2 separate regions of the Mus musculus genome follow, and region 2 is linked to region 1. A link is a contact called in public HiChIP or PLAC-seq data. All regions are on one chromosome and are shown on one strand. The core of a region is the stretch at or near the end of the contact, and the rest is flanking DNA. Distances in the headings are between cores, read along the strand shown.

Evidence for each region. HiChIP or PLAC-seq counts read pairs in DNA pulled down with a chosen protein or histone mark.
Region 2: an H3K27ac HiChIP or PLAC-seq map of embryonic stem cells shows a contact between it and region 1, with 11 read pairs. The contact joins two enhancer-like sites. A contact is called at or near these places in 1 of 39 promoter capture datasets (neural stem cells), 1 of 15 datasets of contacts at CTCF or cohesin (large pre-B cells) and 8 of 115 datasets of contacts at active chromatin or transcription factors (CD8 T cells, bone marrow-derived macrophages, embryonic stem cells and 2 more).

What each region holds. Positions count from the first base shown.
Region 1 is chr8:107,137,103-107,141,955 of GRCm38.p6, forward strand. No RefSeq gene overlaps it. Among named protein-coding and RNA genes, the nearest start is that of Cyb5b, 11 kb to the right of the region's middle. Within about 2 kb of position 2,844, at least 158 of the 459 cell types and tissues checked have an H3K27ac peak or open chromatin away from gene starts, as enhancers often do. A contact at or near this core is called in embryonic stem cells, where this site is marked.
Region 2 is chr8:107,259,589-107,264,441 of GRCm38.p6, forward strand. It overlaps the pseudogene Rps18-ps3. Among named protein-coding and RNA genes, the nearest start is that of Nfat5, 31 kb to the right of the region's middle. Within about 2 kb of position 2,658, at least 4 of the 459 cell types and tissues checked have an H3K27ac peak or open chromatin away from gene starts, as enhancers often do. A contact at or near this core is called in embryonic stem cells, where this site is marked.

The DNA of each region.
Region 1 (4,853 bases), core at 1,594-4,093:
ATATACAGCAAGATCTTATTGCAAAAACAAACAGACAGACAAACACACAAACTCTACATGAAAATCCTGTATCATGGAGCTATGTCCTCAGCTCTATCGAAACATTTCTAAGCTAAGTCATTAAGTAAAACAAAACAAAACAAAACAAACAAACAAACAAAAAACCATGGCATAGATTGTATGTTTCTCATTATGCTTTTCTAACAAAAAGTCATAAAATGAGTGTATTTGTGTTTTCTAGCATTTGCATTAAGCTTAGAAAAGAAACACACAAAACTAATATGCCGGGCTGGTGAGATGGCTCAGTGGGTAAGAGCACCCGACTGCTCTTCTGAAGGTCCAGAGTTCAAATCCCAGCAACCACATGGTGGCTCACAACCATCCGTAACAAGATCTGACTCCCTCTTCTGGTGTGTCTGAAGACAGCTACAGTGTACTTACATATATTAATAAATAAATCTTTAAAAAAAAAAAAAAAAAACTAATATGCCTTAATATTCACTTACAAATTTTTAAAATGTAAGATTAGGGTAACTCAAAAACATTAGTATTCTGCGTGTCAGGCTGTGCGAACTTGCTTAAACGCACTGTCACTGAGGCTTCATCTTGGTGATTGCTAACACAGCGAATGCTTATGCCTTTGACCCAGAGGTTTTCTTTTTGTGCATTGCATAATGATGTAAGATCAAGGTCACTAACTTCAGTCTCATTCGTGCTTGCAAAAGACTGGAAGCAACCCAAATGACAATCAGTAGGATATAAGTTAGGGTAGATTTACAAGGACTACGAGCACTAGAATCATGCAAAGCTGTGCTTCTGGGTCATTGAACCAGGCATTGTCTCTGCATCAGCAGGGAAGCACTTGGGTGTGCATGTTGGGCCAGGAATTCATACCTCATGTGTGCTAGACATATATGCTCTATGATGGAGATATACGCCCCCCCCCCCCAGCTCTATCGAAACATTTCTAAGGTAAGGAAAAAAAAAAAACAAACAAAACCAAAAACACCATCCAGACTGTGCAATGTTCACTGTCTTTCCTAACTAAAGGTCCTAAAGTAAGCATTCTTGTATTTACTTTCATTGCATTAAGAAGCTTAGGAAAGAAACACAGAGCCCATGTATGACAGTCTGGACCGGGTGAGTGGAAAGGGAAACTGGGTAAAAGGTGACAAAGAGACTTCACTGTATGGCTTTCAATTTTTCTTTCCTTTTTCTTTTCTTCTTCTTTTTTCTGGCTTTGGAATTAACTTAATTACAATTCCTAAGATCAACATTCTGCTATAAACAGAAAAAAATGATGCCTGGTTCTCTATGTACAATAATAAAGCTCTCTTATGATTTATTTATTTTTTTATGCACTGGTGTTTTTCCTCCGTGTGTCTGTGTGAGGGTATCAGGTCCCCTGGAATGGGAGTTACAGACGGTTGTAAACTGCCATGTGGGTGCTGGGAATTGAACCTGGGGCCTCTGGAAGAACAGTCAGTGTTCTTAACCACTGAGCCATCTCTCCTGCCCTCCAAATAAGGTTTCCTCAAGTATTGATTCGCACTTCGTGTTTATAAAGACAAAGCTCTTGATTTTTCTCCTTCTACTAAATAAGACATTTCAAGCCTGTGATTACATTTCCCCGAATGCTCTCCGCTGTGCTTCCCTGTTGGATAATACCTTCGCTTGCTAGCAACTGTCTGAATAGTCAAAATAAGATACAAATGTTTAAAAATCTTGTTACAAATATTTATTCATACTTGGGACATTCCTGTAAAACTACACAGTCATCATGGACCGTATTTTAGTGGACAAAAAAGTTAGAGCTACTTAAAATTTGTCCATTCTAAAACATTTTATCATGTCTGTGATCCCTAGTACTTTAGACCAATAATTAAATTAATATCTATCACTAACACATTTCATGTAAGCTTCTAAAAAGTAAAGACAATCAGGTGATTTCATTAATGAAAAACTAAAACCAAAAACCCTTCAGCCTCAAAAGAAAAATTGTACTTTTATATTTCTTTTCTTTGATATTTTTTTGTAGTGAGACAGGGTCTCACTATGTTACCCTAACTTCAATGGAACTCACTGTATAGACCAGGCTGGCCTTGAATTCTCAGAGTTGTGCAGTGCCACTGGAGGCCCACTTTTATATTTCTTTTTTCTGCTCTCCCCTCCCCTCCCCCCTCCCCTCCCCCTCCCCTCCTCCTTCTTCTCTCTCTCTCTCTCTCTCTCTCTCTCTCTCTCTCTCTCTCTCTCTCTCCCTCTTCTCCCCATCCCTCTCTCCCCAGGGTTTCTCTGTGCATCCCCGGTTGTCCTGGAATTCACTCTGTAGACCATGCTGGACTTGAACTCAAAGATCGGCCTGCCTCTCTCTGCCTCCTGAGAGCTAGGGCACCGTGTGTGCCACCATGGCCTTGCTCTTTGCTCCTAAAAACATCCAATGTCTTTGATAATTTTGATATCAATGTAATGCTTCTATGCTATGACTGTGTTAGAACTTCAATAGCGACTGTGTTGTGGGAACTTCAGCAGTGAGCATAGAGAGCTAAAATGTTGCAGGTCCAAACCCAGAGTTATCTTGGACTAGCTTAGTCTTTTAAATAGCCAACCAATCGCCTTCCTGTTTATGAGATTTAATACTCTTATGATCAAAACTCAGAAACAACTTAGAAGGATCGTCCGTAAGGAAATCTGTGGCACCCGGTGAGGGCTTGCCTGTCTTTGCTTTCAGACACCACCTTCTCTATCATAAAATCCTCAGACTTTGTAGGTCCCTGCTCCTCTTTGGCTTGCCCCAGCGTTGACTCTTCTATTTATACTCGAGAGGCTTAGAACTGCTGAGTCATAGCCCTTACAGCCTTTGCCCGCCCTCAAGGACTCTATTGCAGCCTTCTGCCAACAGCCTTGGGCTTTGTTCTACAGATGGGGCTCTCTCTCCTTTCTCTCTGTTCTCTCTCTCTCTTCCCCCTCCCTCTTCCTTCATTAAGTTACTCCCTCTCACCCCCCCTCCCCTCCCCCTCCCCCCTCCTGCCCTCCTCCTTTCTCCTCACAAAAGGGGAGGCATATCAAGTTGAAGGAAGACTAGGCACATCTTTTTCTATTGAGGCTAGACAAAGCCGCCCAGTTGGAGGGAAAGGGATCCAAAGGTAGACGAAGTAGTCAGAGACAGCTGCTCCTCACACTTTAGGAGTCCCACACGAAGAACCAGCGTCACAACCGTTACATACAGGTAGAAGGTCTGGGTCCATTCCACGCATGCTCCCTGGTTGGCAGTTCAGTCTCTATGGGCTCAGGTTAGTTGATTCTGTAGGTTTTCTCCTAGAGCCCTGGACCCCTCTGGCTCCTTCAATCCCCACCACCCCTTCCATAGGATTCCCCAAGCCCCGCTCAATGTTTGGCTGTGCATCTCTGCATCAGTTTCTATCCATTGCTGGGCGAAGTCTCTCTGATGACGGTTATGCTAGGCGCCTGTCTACAAGTGTAGTAGAATATCATTAATAGTGTGTCGGGGATGGGGGTGGGGGTTGGGGGCCCCTCCCTCTCCTGGCACAGGTCTCAAACTGGACCAGATGTTGGTTAGCCTACCCTCCACCCAGGGTTCTGTCCCCTCTTTTGTGGCTTCTAGTTTGGAACTCTGTTCCTCCTCCCTTCCCCCTGATAAAGCCCTTCGTTTTCGGAGAACCCTGTTCCCTGTGCTGTGATTTCAGAACTGGGTTGGGTGTTCCTCCGGGCTTGGAACTTACTCTCTTGTCTCGATCCACTGATTTCCTAAGATGCTAGGATCTCAGCTGTGAGTTTGGGCACAAAGACATGTCTACATTCTCTCTCTTTTTCCAGACCCATTTGCTTTACTAAACATTTCCTCCCCAGTGGTTGGTGTTCCTGCTGCTTACACAGTTCTTCTTCCTCTTCCCTGTGACCTGCCTTTCTCTGGCTGAGATAGAACGTTCTTCTCCCCACCTTGACGCTCCCTTCTGGCTACGTGGGCTTTGTTTGTTTGTTTGTTTGTTTGTTTGTTTGTTTTGTCTGCCTTTGCTGAGTGTTCTGAGCCCAGTCTGATGTCATTAGGCTCAACAGTAAGTTCCCAAGGAGGTTGGTAAATGTAACTGTTGGTAAATGTAAATGCTACTATGTCTCATAATATTAAAAATAAAATAAAGGACAAGGAAAAGCAAGGAAGAAAAGAGACAGTTAGAAGGCTATAGGAATGAAAGCATCTTTAGTGGGAGATAGAGAGATGGCTCAGTGGCTGAATGAGCTTACTCAGGACCTGAGGTTGGGTCCCAGCACCTATGCTGGGTGGCTCACAACCGCTTGTGACTCTGGTTTGAGGGGCTCTGACACCTTCATCTGGTCTCCAGTGACACCCACACACATGTTCACATCCTCACACATCCATGTTAATAAAAAAATCCTTAAAAGAGATGTTTTTAATAAAGGAGGAGTTCTGTATGAGACTTTGTCCAAAGCTAAGGTGGCTGGGTGTTTCCAGAATAGAAAAAAAAAGTTAAGGAAGCTTGAACAAGGAACCAAAGTCCTAAATTACATGAGGTATGTAAAAGATAAGACCACAGGACATATGTATAATAATTAAGGGTTATTAAGAATATCTAAGGTCAAAGTTCAACTTAAATCAATAGAATTCCCTTGTTATTGATTTTTTTCTTTAGTAGCATTTGTGAGTACCATCTTAAAAAGTAAGAATATATGTCCTAGCCACATTTATTTAAATGTGCTTAGATTTTGCACGAGCTTTTAGGTACCTGATAATCATATGTGAAGGCCTGTGTCTGCATGGACAGAAAGGCTAAAAGGGACAAAACTTAACCCTTGTTCTTAGGTCCCAGAGGACTACA
Region 2 (4,853 bases), core at 1,408-3,907, 120 kb after region 1:
TGCATGTGTGCATGCGTGTGTGTGTGTGTGTGTGTGTGTGTGTGTGTGTTTTGAAGGACAACATTTTGGAGTGTGCTGTCTACATCTGGTTTGGAGAGAGCATGGTCAGATTTTTAGGCCTCCACAGTGTTTCTACTCACTCACCCATCTCCTTGGCCCCAATGTAATTTAAGAACCTAGAGGGTGAGTATATTTGAGTTTGCCCCACAGAATTCTTTCACCTTGACTGTGTTTAAAAATTTTCAAAATCCAACTCTTGAGACCGGAAACCTTAAATTTTACATTGATCGATACCACGATTTTTATACAAGAATTAATGGGGCAAATATTCAAGAACATTAGGTATGCCTGGAACACATTGTATCAAGCTTAAAACGTGAACTCTGAGCCAGGTCTGGTGTCTCATGATTGTGATCCCATCTTGTTGTGAGAGGTGGAGGCAAGAAGATCAGGAGTTCAAGGACATCCTTGGCTATAGAGAGAGTTTGGGGCTAGCTTGGACAACAACAAACAAACAAACAAACAAACAAACAAAAACTCAAAACAAAACAACAACAACGAAACCCCTAACAAATGAAATACTTGGGATGTGTCATTTAGGTTACTTCTCTTTGAGCCGAGAAACCTTTGTCCAGAACATATGTGTGTGTGCTGGGAACAACCTTGAAGTTTTGTTTTACCATCTGGGCTCAGAATATGAACCACGATGTGTGAGGATCGAGGCTGTGAAATGATTTGGTGGAGGTTTTTTTTTTTTTTCTTTGAGATTAAAATATATGGTTTGTTTGCAAAGCTGCTTTGAAACACTTGGCGCAGATGTCTTAAAGCCAAATGCAGACACCTGACTTGCAATCCTTGCTCAACGGGTTTTTGAATTGTGATGTTTGGATGCAACAGCTCTCTTTTGGGAGCTCATTTTCCTGGACTAGAAGATGGGGTTGAGTATATCCCTCAGCAAATGTGGAGGTCCTAGAAGAACACATAGACGCACATTGTAGCTGACTTCAGACACACCAGAAGAAGCCATGGGATCCCATTACAGATGGTTGTGAGCCACCATGTGGTTGCTGGGAATTGAATTCAGGACCTCTGGAAGAGCAGTCAGTGCTCTTAACCGCTGAGCCATCTCTCCAGCCTGATGGCCTTGTTGGACATCAGTGGAAAGAGCGGCCCTTGGGCCTGAGGGGGTTTGATGCCCCAGTGTAGGGGAATGCCAGGGCAGGAAGGTAGGAGAGGGTGGGTGAGTGGGTGGGGGAGCACCCTCAAAGAAGCAGGGGGAGGGGGTTTCCAGAGGGGAGACCTGGAAAGGGGATAACATTTGAAATGTAAATAAAGAAAATATTCAATAAAATAATAATAATAATAATAATAATAGCTACAAAAATTTAAAAAAATAAGATTTGAGTATATATATATATATATATATATATGCATATATATATAAAGAACACATAGAAGTTCCTGATTGGGGTGAGAGTGGACTCAGGCAGCAAGAACCCTTTGTGTTGCTGGGGCAGTATCTAGTTTACAGCTCTGCTGGTGGGTGTGGACGTGAGGGTTTTTTGTTTTGGGGGTTTTTTGTTTTGTTTTTGGTAGAGGAGGGTGTTTGTTTGTTTGTCTGGAGGTGTGGTTCAGTTGAGGTCACAACAGGGCCCAACATCCTGAACTGCCAACCAGCTTGTGCGGAAACCTTGGCACTTTGTTCCTGTTTCCTCCCATTCAGAGGCCCTACCAGCAATGGCTGGCTTTATGATTCACCCAGAAGCCTCCCCCCCAAAACTCACTTCGACCATTTAAGGTGTGAAAATTCCATTCCTGGCAAGTGGTTCACATTGGCTTGGAGGAGAGGCCTGAGTGCTCTTCTGTGTTGTGAATTTTGTATTGGTTGAATTCTGAGGACTCCGTGTGCAGAACCCGTCACATGGGTTCACTATAATATTTTACAAAATACCAGGGACAGTAAGATGGCTCACTTGCCACCAAGCCTGGTTGACGGCCTGAACCCAATTCTTTGAACTTCAATTTAAGAAAGAAAGAAAGAAAGAAAGAAAGAAAGAAAGAAAGAAAGAGGAGGGGAGGGGAGGGGAGGGGAGAGGGGAGAGGGGACAGGGGAGAGGAAAGGAGAGGAGAGGAGAGGAGAGGAGAGGAGAGGAGAGGAGAGGAGAGGAGAGGAGAGGAGAGGAGAGGAAAGGAAAGGAAAAAGAAAAGGAAGAGAAAAGGAAGGATATGACTGTTCATAGTTTGGTGGAGGGAAAGGATTATTGTAGATAAAAGAAAGAACATAGTCACAGGCAGGGACATCTGAGAGAGTCCAGAGTGAATATGACAGGGTCATGAGAGGAGATGGGGGATCAGAGATGGGGGATCGGAGATGGTGAGAGCCAGACCGAAAAGCCAGAAGGTGAAGGGTAAAAAGGACCAGCAAGGACCAGCGTAGCCAAAATGGCTGGACTATATACAGAAGAGCAGCTGGGGGAAGGGCAGTCCAACCTCTGGGCTGGAGAATTTTAAGGTAGAGAATATGCCAGCCACACCCGTAACAGATAGGGACTGAAGCATGCTGGGAGAACCCGGTCGGCTTTGATATGTTAAATAAGCCATTTGTCCCGGGTTTGAGACCTAACAGAACCCACAAAATAAGAGGGAACTGCTTCCTGCACGTTGTCCTCTGACCTCTGCGTGTGCACTGGGGCACACCCTTGTGTTTCCTGATCTCTACATAGTATATCCCTCCCATCCGATGCCAATGGCAACCTAAAACACTTCTAGAATCACATTCATGATTTTCTAGGCAATCATGACTATTGCCTGCACAGCTTTCCTGTTGGCATAGACTAGAGGAAGAGAGGGATGCTGATCTTAGCTTGTGAGAGCCTTGTGCCAAGCTAAGGAGTCCCCTACCCCCACTCCCCATCCCAGACTGAGCCCTTCCCAGTATCTAATATGCAGAGCACATTCTGGCCTCTAACCTCCTGCCTCCTAAGCCTGGGGCATCCTGGGAACAGCATGGACTTGCTGTTTTCTTGCTGTGACTTTGGACTGGTTGCTGAATCTCTCTCTGAGTCTTAGTTACGGCATTTGCTTGGAATACCATTTTCAAACCATTGTTGGAAGGGTTTAATGAGGTACAATGTTCTTTAGATTCTTTTTTTTTTTTTCATAGGTATATAAACTATTTATTAACAGCAAAGGCCCAGAGACTCATTTCTTCTTGGATACACCCACAGTTCAGCCCCTGCGGCCAGTGGTCTTGGTGTGCTGACCGCGGACACGAAGGCCCCAAAAGTGGCGCAGCCCTCTATGGGCTCGAATTTTCTTCAGCCGCTCCAGGTCCTCACGCAGCTTGTTGTCTAGACCGTTGGCCAGAACCTGGCTGTACTTCCCATCCTTCACATCCTTCTGTCTGTTCAGGAACCAGTCTGGGATCTTGTACTGTCGTGGGTTCTGCATGATGGTGATCACTCGCTCCACCTCATCCTGCGTGAGTTCTCCAGCCCTCTTGGTGAGGTCGATGTCTGCTTTCCTCAACACCACATGAGCATATCTCCGCCCCACGCCCTTAATGGCAGTGATGGCGAAGGCTATTTTCCGCCGCCCATCGATGTTGGTGTTGAGTACTCGCAAAATGTGCTGGAACTTCTCAGGGATCACTAGAGACATGGCGGCGGCACAGACGGCGGCGTGTAGGCCTCCTGTGGAAGAGCTCTTTGGATTCTTATTACATTTATTTATGTACTTTTGTGTGTGTGTATGTATGTGGGCATGCCTGTGTCATGGTATGTAAGGATATGAAGGCCAGAGAACATCTTTCAGGAGTCGGTTCTCTGCTTCCATCCTTAGGTCCCTGGGATCAGACACAGGTCATAAGATGTGGCAGCAAGCACCTTTCTTTACCTTTACCCACTTTACTTGCTGGCCCAAGACATAATATTTTAAAACTTAGTATGTCTGAATAATACTCTAGAAAGAGACACACATGAGATAAATATGTATTTGAATAAATATACTCTAGAAAGAGACAAATGCAGTTTGAGTTTAGGGGCAGAATTGCAAAGCAGAAAAGAGAAGTTTTTTTTTATCTTGTTTTGGTAAGGTTTATTTATTTATGTTTCTTATGTATATGGGTGTTTTATCTGTATCCCTAAAGAGGGCATCCGAGCCTATGGGACTTCAGTTCTACATAGACAATTGTGAGCCTCTGTATGGGTGCTGGGAATTGAAGCCGCAGTCTCAGGAAGAGCAGCCAGTCTCTTCAGTCATCTCTGCAGCCACCAGAAAGGAGAGATTTTTAACTCTTTTAATTTTTTTTTATTAAACTTTAAGCCCAATGTGGTGGCCTGCTCTGTTAATAAGGTCTTTGTGATTTGGAGCCCAGCCTGGTCTACATAGACAGTTCCAGGCAGGCCAGTGCTACATAGAGAAGGCTGTCTCAATACATCCTCCCATTTAAAAAAATTTTTTTTTAAATTTGTGTTGGTGTGTATGTATGCATGTACACAGTTACCTTAGAGACCAGAAAAGGAAGTGAGATTTTTGTAGAGCTGCAGTCACAGGATGGCTGGAAGCTTCCTAACATGGGCACTGGGCGCCAGTTCTCATCCGCTAGAACAGCGAGCAGTAAATGGTCCTAACCACTGAGCCATCTCTTGAGCCCTTATAAGCACTTCTTAGTTGTTTGCATTTTTCTTTCAAAAGATTTATTATTTTTTTATTTTATGCACATGAACGTTTTGCTTCTGTATGAGAATGTGCACTGAATGCCCGGTACCCGAGGAGGCCAGAAGAGGGTGCCAGAACCCCCAGAACTGGAGTTAAGGATTGTTGTACGCTACCAGGTGGGTGATGAGAACTGA